Linked DNA regions of Mus musculus: all the other regions are linked to region 3. The links are chromatin contacts, called in public HiChIP or PLAC-seq and promoter capture Hi-C maps. All regions are on one chromosome and are shown on one strand. Each heading gives the region's core, a stretch centred on a gene start, on an enhancer-like site or on the middle of the called end of the contact. The rest is flanking DNA. Distances are from core to core; before and after follow the strand shown. Region 1 holds the start of Tnfrsf22 (tumor necrosis factor receptor superfamily, member 22). Region 2 overlaps Ifitm10 (interferon induced transmembrane protein 10). Region 3 holds the start of R74862 (expressed sequence R74862).

Evidence for each region. Promoter capture Hi-C pulls out the DNA fragments that hold promoters and counts their contacts. HiChIP or PLAC-seq counts read pairs in DNA pulled down with a chosen protein or histone mark.
Region 1: a promoter capture Hi-C map of pre-B cells shows a contact between it and region 3, with 4 times the contacts expected there. The contact joins the promoter of Tnfrsf22 here to the promoter of R74862 in region 3. A contact is called at or near these places in 2 of 39 promoter capture datasets (pre-B cells and stem cell-derived epiblast-like cells).
Region 2: a contact with region 3 is called in an HNF4G HiChIP or PLAC-seq map of pancreatic cancer cells. The contact joins the enhancer-like site here to the promoter of R74862 in region 3. A contact is called at or near these places in 2 of 39 promoter capture datasets (erythroid cells and liver) and 1 of 115 datasets of contacts at active chromatin or transcription factors (pancreatic cancer cells).

Annotation. Positions count from the first base shown.
Region 1 is chr7:143,648,359-143,651,146 of GRCm38.p6, reverse strand. Tnfrsf22 (tumor necrosis factor receptor superfamily, member 22) reads left to right here and starts at 1,483. Exons shown (of 6, transcript NM_001311145.1): 1 at 1,483-1,620. The coding sequence starts at 1,516.
Region 2 is chr7:142,361,922-142,364,688 of GRCm38.p6, reverse strand. The region is part of intron 2 of Ifitm10 (interferon induced transmembrane protein 10); the gene reads left to right. Among named protein-coding and RNA genes, the nearest start is that of Ifitm10, 10 kb to the left of the region's middle. Within about 2 kb of position 1,413, at least 46 of the 459 cell types and tissues checked have an H3K27ac peak or open chromatin away from gene starts, as enhancers often do. A contact at or near this core is called in pancreatic cancer cells, where this site is marked.
Region 3 is chr7:143,052,426-143,055,128 of GRCm38.p6, reverse strand. R74862 (expressed sequence R74862) reads left to right here and starts at 1,443. Exons shown (of 5, transcript NR_110354.1): 1 at 1,443-2,092. It overlaps Cd81 (CD81 antigen), which reads right to left and starts at 2,379. Exons shown (of 8, transcript NM_133655.2): 1 at 2,063-2,379. The coding sequence starts at 2,128.

The DNA.
Region 1 (2,788 bases), core at 234-2,733, 600 kb before region 3:
CACACACACATGCACACACACACATTTTAAAATAAATGTTTTAAAGGAGCAAAGGGCAGAGGGCAGAGAAGGACCTGGAGCACAAATATCTAGCCCAGGGTAGACAGGCCTCTTCTTTTCACCTCCCCTCCACCTACAGTGTGGGACAAGGCAGATCTGTAAACTGTATGCAGAAAAGGAAAGCCACTAGCCTCCCCCTGCTCCCGAGCTACTCAGAGACTGGTGGGACAACAGCATCCACAAGTGCACACTCCTCTCCTCTTCCCTTCCTCTACTTTCCCTCTGCTTCCCAAGGGTGGGGGACAGTTCAGCGTGTTGAACTAACCAAACTTTCTAAACACTTGTTTGTGTTTTGATTTGGTTTACTCCTGAGCAGACACCAGCCTGAGGGAAGACAAGAAATAGAAGAGGATCAGGCTGGCCAAGGAATTGGCCGCCCCCACTCCCCAGCCTAGGTGAGGGCAGATGGGCACAGGCTCCACTCCCTGGCCCTAGGGAGAGAGGCAAGAGATGATTTAAAGAGTACCAGGTGCCTGAAGTCACGCTCCTCTTCTTTGGGGCAGCCATTGAAATCCAGGACTCTGAGTCCTCCCTCATTTTAAAGAGGAAGTGGCATTTGGAAGGGAGATGGATGGGGCTGGTAGTGGGCCACTTTTTCGAATACCTGGAGGGGCCGGGTGGAACAGATGAACCAACCCAAGTTCCCTAGAGAAATAAGCGTTCTACTTCCTGTGTTAGGCTAGTAGACTTGGCTTAAATGTCCTGTGTCCCATGAGCTTGGATTGGCACACACAGTGGAGCTAAACACAGTGAAAGGAAGAAGAGGTGAGGGACTCACAGTCCAGGGATGTTCATACAGCCCTCCTCCCCCGACACACACCCCCCAACCCCAGAACTGGAAGAGTGCCTACCAGTCCTGGATATTTTGAGGTCCTCAGAGTCAGCGAGTCCCACACAGCCCCTCAGACCCTGACAGTGAAGCCTTCAGCTGCTGCTCCAGACCATTGACCAGTGAACACTCACAGGAACGCTACAGGGATAGAGTTACTTCAAACTTCTCCGTGTTGAGCTAAGACAGTGTGTGTTGTAGCTTATCTTCCTCTTTTTGTTTGTTGCTTTTGAGAAGGTTTACAGTCTGCTGCAGTCTGACTTTTATAACGATTCCAACAATAGTTCATGCCTCTCCCTCCACTCAGGTCCAGGAAAATTTTTAATTAACTTATAATAAAGAGCAGTATACCGTAATGAAAAACAAACGAAGGCAGAGAATTCGACTTTAACTTGCTGTTTATAACAAATATGATTCTGTTAATAACGTCATAGGCATTTAAAATTACGTTATTTATAGAAAACTAGATATTACTGAGCACTGATTGTGGTGGGAAGGCAAGAGTGGTGGCGCTGGACCCGCCCACGAGATAAGGCAACCATACAGGAACCAATCCGCTGAGGAGAGGCGTGGCCACCACAGCAGCTCCTCCCAGCTGAGCAGCAGCGGCGTGCTTGCACTCGGCCATGTTTGGCTTCTTCTGCAGCTTGGTGTCCAGTCTGAGTCGCTGGTTCCTTTGGCGGCGGCTGCTGCTGCTGCTGCTGCTGCTGCTGCTGAATCTGCCCTTGCAGGTGAGTAGATATGGCCCTGCGGAGCTGAGACTCGCTCTGGGCACCGGATCCCCGGACTGCAGAGGAAAGCTACTGCCGGCGGTGAACTGATGGCGGGCTGTGCCATCAGCCTGGGCATCGCCAACCAACACTTCAGAACTTCGTCTGCTCTTAAGTGGTCCAGAGTTGGGGGATTGAGGAGGTGAAGCAGAGGCAGGGGAATGGCCAAGCGGGTAGCCAGAGAAAGTGTGTCCGGTTGGTCCCTGAGCTCCGGGACAAGGTGGACACGCCTCTCCTCCCTTTCTCATCAGAAAGCGGTCCATCGGAAGGCGACTCCGGAAAGTGCCATTGCGGACTGCAGTGGCCCGCGCGACTGTGCGCCTTGGGTGGGTCCGGCCCGGCTGGTCTTGGGGTGTAGTACTAACTACTACAAAAGGATCTGTGTGGAAGGCCTGGCTATGCCTTTCCTGGGCCTTTCGGGTCTCTGCTAAGTTCGTCCCGAGATCGCTTCTTGTCTCTTTAATCATAAACTGCAGTTAAACCTAAGTTAGTGGGCAGCCTGATCTACATAAGGAGTCTCAAAACCAACCAAACAACCAAACAAAAAACCTAGACGATCCTGTAAATGACATTTTAGTTACAGCCAACTTAATTTTATGTCAATTTTCTCTCATAAGAGTCTTCATCCCAAAAATAGGCAGAAAAAGGTTTATGTTTTATAACCTGTAAGGATATCCATTTTGTAACACATTCAGATCTTTAGTTATAACAACAACAACAACAACAAAATAACCCTTAGATTGTTCTAAGATAGTATCTGAGCAGTCAGAGACCACTTACATGTAATCAGCATTTCTTTAAACCACCTAGGAGCTGGTTAATAGTAATTCTTTGCTAGCTGCTGGTGAGCAGCTTTCACAGAAATGGACCCAGAGGGCATCCAGCTTCCCTGGGAATCTCCTGGGCAAGGGGCCAGAGGATATGCAACTCAGAGGTGACTTCAAAGTTCCCAGCACTTTGAGGGACTTCGAACATATTTCACAGGCAGGTTTCACATGGGATGGCCCTTGACCCTGAAATCTCTTCCCATCCCTATTAGGGCTCTGGGGCTCCATGCCTGCCCAGGCACCGCCTGAAAAGTGGTGCATTTTGTCCTCCAGAAATCCCCAGAAACAATCTAGACAATATT
Region 2 (2,767 bases), core at 164-2,663, 690 kb after region 3:
TGTGCTATGAGAAGACTGGCTTCCAGGCAGCTAGGAGGAGGGTCTTAAAGCCCATGCCCACAGTGACACATCCACTCCAACTAGGCCACACCTCCTAGTAGTGCCATTCTCTAGGCCAAGCATATACCAACCATCACACCGACCATCTACCTCTTCCATCCTTTGGTCACCCACACTCCTACTATGTACTTTCTTCCCTATCTTATCCCTTCCTCATCCTCTTCTTTCTGTGGACTTGCCCTATGTCCACATGCTTCTCCATCTTGCTTCATTTCTGTGTTTGTGTTGGATGTGTATGTTCATGTACAGTGTGTGTGTGTGGTGTGTGTGTGCATATTTGTATGCATGCCAATCCACATGTGTGTTAGCAAGCACAAATATGAAGGTCAGAAGTCAACCTCAAGGGTCATGCCTTAGAATTCATCCAATTTATAGAAAATATATACACATTTGGGGGGGGGGTTCGAGACAGGGTTTCTCTGTATAACTCTGGCTGTCCTGGGACACACTTTGTAGACCAGGCTGGCCTCAAACTCAGAAATCTGCCTGCCTCTGCCTCTCGAGTGCTGGGATTAAAGGCGTGCACCACCAAGCCTGGCAAATATATACACTTTTGTGTGTGCTTGAAGATACACTCATTGCCATGTATTGTGTGGAGGTCAGAGGACAACCTTCAGGAGTTTATTCTCTCTGTTCACCACGTGGGTCACAGGGACTGAACTCAGGTTGTTCAGCTTGACAACAGATGCCATCATCCATTGAGCCATCTCCTCAGAACTCCACTTTGTCTTGTGAGATAAGTTCTCACTCTGGTACCAGGGGTTCAACAGTTAAGTTTGACTGGGTAGCCATCAAACTCCACAGATCTGCCTATCTCTGTCTCCCTAGAGCTGAAATTATAGGTGTGCACTGCTAGGCCTGAATTTTGAAAAGCATATTTTAAAATTTATTGATTTTGTTTTATGTGCGTGCATATTTTGCTCACGTGTATGGTTGTGCACCATGCATATGCCTGGAGCCCAAGGAGGTCCAAAAGAGGCTGTCTGTCAGGTACCCTGGAACTGAAGTTACAGATGGTTGTGAACCACCCTTTACATGCTGGGAACTGAGCCAGAGTCCTCTGAGACTTTTCTCCAGACCCTGCTGACTTTTTGTTGTTGACATTAAATACGGGTTCCTCAGATCAAATGCAGGTCTTCATGATTGCTTGGCATGGACAGTTTACATGAAAAGAGCAATCTCCCAAGTCCCCATCTTTCTTTACCTGGAAGCTTATGACTGCCCTCCTCCTTCTCGTCATCTCTTTTGTTCCCTCCTATGATGTCACCATTATGGCCACTCATTAAACTGTCTAGCTCACCACATAGTTAGTCATCGACTCATCAGAATGCCCCAGCACTTTCCCACTGGACTTCCCACTTCACATGCAGCAAATAACTGCCCAGTGGATGATGAGGCATAGGCCACGCAGTCCCTGCCCATAGGATCCTTCCCTCTGGCAGGGAACTCAGACCATCACAACACTCATTGAAATGTCGGTGGTAATGTCAGCTGTGAAAACTGAGGAGAGTTGCAGGGATTGCTGTTCCATACAAAGTGGGCTCAGTCAGAAGTTCATGTAAGTGCATTGACTGTAAGCCCAAGGTGGTCCAGGCCAGAGATATGTGTGTCTGAAGAAGTGTGTGTCACAGGATGGGGAAAGTCCTTGCAGAAGCCCAGGGACAAAGTTCCATAGCCTGTGTGGTTGAAACAGGAGAAGGGACCAGACATGCCTGCCTGAGACATAGCTTTGTTTTCCACAGTGAGGGTTTTGTCATCTACTGTGAGTGGGTTCATGTGATGAAGTTTCCATGTGGGGGACAGACTAAGGATGCAGAGAGATGGGGCTGGGAACCCAGGTGGGAAAAGATTCCAAGTGATCCTGAAAGGTGGGTGAGGATGGCTTCTAGTTATACATTCCTTTGGAATGCACAGGGCATTGGTTCTACAGACACCCAAGCTCACAGATGCCCAGGTCCTTATTTAAAACAGCCTAGTGTTTGTTTAGATCCCACACACTTGCTCACATGCTCTCCAGATGACATAAAACCTCATTAAAAGGAAGGGCAGTTATTGTTCTACTGTACCGTATCACTTAGGGAAGCGGGGAACCCACACTTGTTCAGTACAGAGTCTACTTTGTCAGATATAATTTTCTCTGAAGCTCAATTGAATCTACAGACAAGGAGCTCCCAGGCCTGAGACCCAGACAACACTCTATCCTGATGGAGCTTCAGGGCAAAAGGAACTAGAGGAGGCTGGCGATGCTTGCATGGACTGTTCTCACCCAATCAGTCTAAAATGCACAGGTGCTGTTCACACAGGAGTGAGGCATCATGGGAGGAGCGGTCTTCATCTCTGCTATGAATCTGCCAGTTCGTGCCCTGAGCTTCCACCATTCATGTCCTACCCAGCTGCCTGCTTCCTCAAAAATGTCAGTCACACCTAGATCTACTCACATATTCCCATTTCCGGTCATGGAGCATACATTGTCTTTTCTTTCTCTTTCCTCTGCTCCGTGTTCACCTGTTAGTCTGCCCCGCTGCTCTCTTCTGCCTACCTACTAGCTACCTCATCTCCCCCACCCTGACTCTTTATCCCCCCTGAGTCTCCCATTTACCTTTAGCAAGACAACCATAAGCTATCAAGTGATGGTTGAGCTCTTAGCATATTCCAGGCATGGCCCCAACCTCCCATGATCAAATTGAATATTTTAACTAATGATAAC
Region 3 (2,703 bases), core at 194-2,693:
GAGACCCCCAAGAACTCCCACTTTAGAGGGAGGAAGTGAAGACTAAGGGCCAGAGTGGTGGGGTGGGGCTCCCCAAAGGTTCAATTTCATGATATCAGGGAACTATCAGCCACAGTACAAACCTTGCCACACGAGGGACAAAAGGAGTCCCTCTGCCAGGGTGGTGTCCACCAGTTGTAGCCTGGTTCTGCTCCACATCCCTATCCACTGTGGGGCCAACATGAGTAGGGAGGAGAGGTCTGTGGGATTGTGAAAGGCTACAGTTTTCACTGTTCTGCAGTCAGTAGGCAGGTCCCTGGGAGCAGGGAGAGGCTTCAGAACCGTTTCCTGGAGCCTCAATAGAGACCCCAGGGACATGTTGGGACTCCACCCCAGCTGCCTGGGAAACGAGCAGCTTCACCCAGCCTCAGCACTCCAGGGAGTCTGAGGGTCTAGCGCTTGGATCAGGTGGGTGAGCAAAAAAAGAAAAAAAAGAAAGAAAGAAATACCCTACAGGATCCTGACATCCCACATCTGAAGAATAATGGGGGTGGGGTGGGGTGGATAACACACTTCTTGAGGGTGCATTCAATTCCTTGCATGGTTCAGAGTAGGCAAGCACTGTCCAACATGACTACCCAGTCGAGACCCCAAGGCATGCCCGGGCAGAGCAAGTTTAACCCCATCGCCCATGCTGCTCCCTAGAATGTGTTCTCTGGAGTCACCGTGACTGACAATCTTGGTCCCTGCAGCACCGCGTGAGCATACATAGCCCCAGCTGAGTTCAGCCCAGTTCCTGCCCATCCCCAACGTCTTATTCCCCTCCACCCCACCCTGACCCGCCCTGGGATCTTCAGCAGTCCTCGATGGAAAACAGGTGTCCCCTGTCCAACACACTCACTCCAGGGGCCGTTGTACAAGTTTGCCCTCTCAGGAACAACTTTAGAGAAACATTGTCTTGGCATAACCTCATTTCTTCCTGGGAAGGAGGGTGGTGGGAACAGCAGTCTGTGCACTGCAGCAGGGAGGGTGGCACCACTGTCCAGAGGAGTGGCCAGCACTGCTCACTCAAGTGCCCGCAGGCAGGTCTGTTAAGACTCCCCATTCCCAACCCAGTTAGGAAATGGAAAGAAGCCCATACCACCAATGGCTACTCCCCAGCAGTGAAGACAGTCAGGACCCAGGGACACTTGGAGACCCTCTTATACCCATGTCTCCTTTCCAAGATGACCAAATGGGTGTGCACTTCTTTCCAAAGTGGAGAGCCCAGCTTAGATCCTGTATATAGGAAAAGATCCTAAGCTCCTGGTTTGTACAGATCCCAGATCTTTGCAACACCCTGGCCTTCACCAACTCAGAACTGCATACCCTCTTCCTCTCAGGATCTAAGGGTCAGGCCGGGGCTGTAATCTGTGCAGGAGACGACAGGCAAGGAGGAGGGGCAGCTGGGGGAATGGGGGTGGGGGTGGCCAAGAACTGGGGCACCGTGCGCAGCAGCACGCGGCCCGGGCTGCCCTGCCTTCTAGGCCTGGAGCTCGAGCCCCCAGGGTGGCAATACCAAGCTGGAGGGTAAGCAAGGGTGGAGTAATAGTGGGGTTGAGGTCTCCGAGGCAAGTACGGAGCGTGCCCCCACCACTTCGAGGCCGCCTATCCAGGGGCGGTGGCTAGGATGAGCTCATGGGGGCGGGGCGCCAAGATCCCGCCCTTCTCGACCCCCCTCACTGCTCGCGATGCAGGATGGTCCCCAAAACAACATTCAGGAGGGTGCGAGTACCCCCTTCATAGCTGAGGGCTCTTGATTACCTGGCTCTAGCCCGCAGACTCTTGCACCAGTTCCCAGCACTCAGAGGGGACAGGCCAGCGATCCCCTGATTTCCCGGCCCCAGAAGCCCCTCGAGCCGAGGCCCAGAAGCTCAGCCCTCGGCCTCAACCCGCTGGCGAGGGGCGCCAGGACCCCGATCGGCGCACGGAGCCCACAGGTGGCGCCGCAACTTCGCGGTTGCGCTGCGCCTTCTCAGCAGGGCCTAGCGCGCTGCCCAGCCTGGCTACCGTGGGGTGCGCCCTGTCCCCAGTGGCTGCTCACCCAGAAGACGAAATTGAAGACGAAGAGCAGGTATTTGATGCATTTGGTGCAGCCCTCCACCCCCATGGCGGTGCGCGGCCTGCGGAGCTTGGATTGGTCCTGGAGCGGGCGGTATGGGGACGCAGTACCGGGGTCCGGGACTGGCAGATAGCCTGGAGCGCTTGCGGGCCGGAGAACTGCGTTGCGGAGAATGAGACGTAGGGTAGAGAAGGGCTGGAGGCCTAGCCGGAGGCGCGAGAGTCACTATCTCTTTGAAGCAAGGACGCGCTCGCTCGGACCGGGCGCGCGCGCCTAGCTCCTCACTCTTTATAGACCTCTAGGTCCCGCCCCTCCGAGGCCCCGCCCAGAGGACGCTCCACCCCTGGCCCCGCCTTCCGCCCGCGGGGTGCCCGGACCAGGGGTACTTGGGTGGGTGCTGCCACCTCAGTCCCAGAGTAAGCGTTCTGGAACTTGGTGCAGCTGGTTCTTGGGGACTCGGTGCACTGTGCGTGCGCAGGATGAATCTCCAAGTTTCTTAAGGGTTCCCAACCCTCGGGGCAGGCTTCTGGGTCGCGACTAAGAACTGGCCACAAGATACTGCCCCAAAGAAGCCACACTTACTTCCTCCGGTACTCGGACGCCTTGGACTTTCCCGGAGGGTA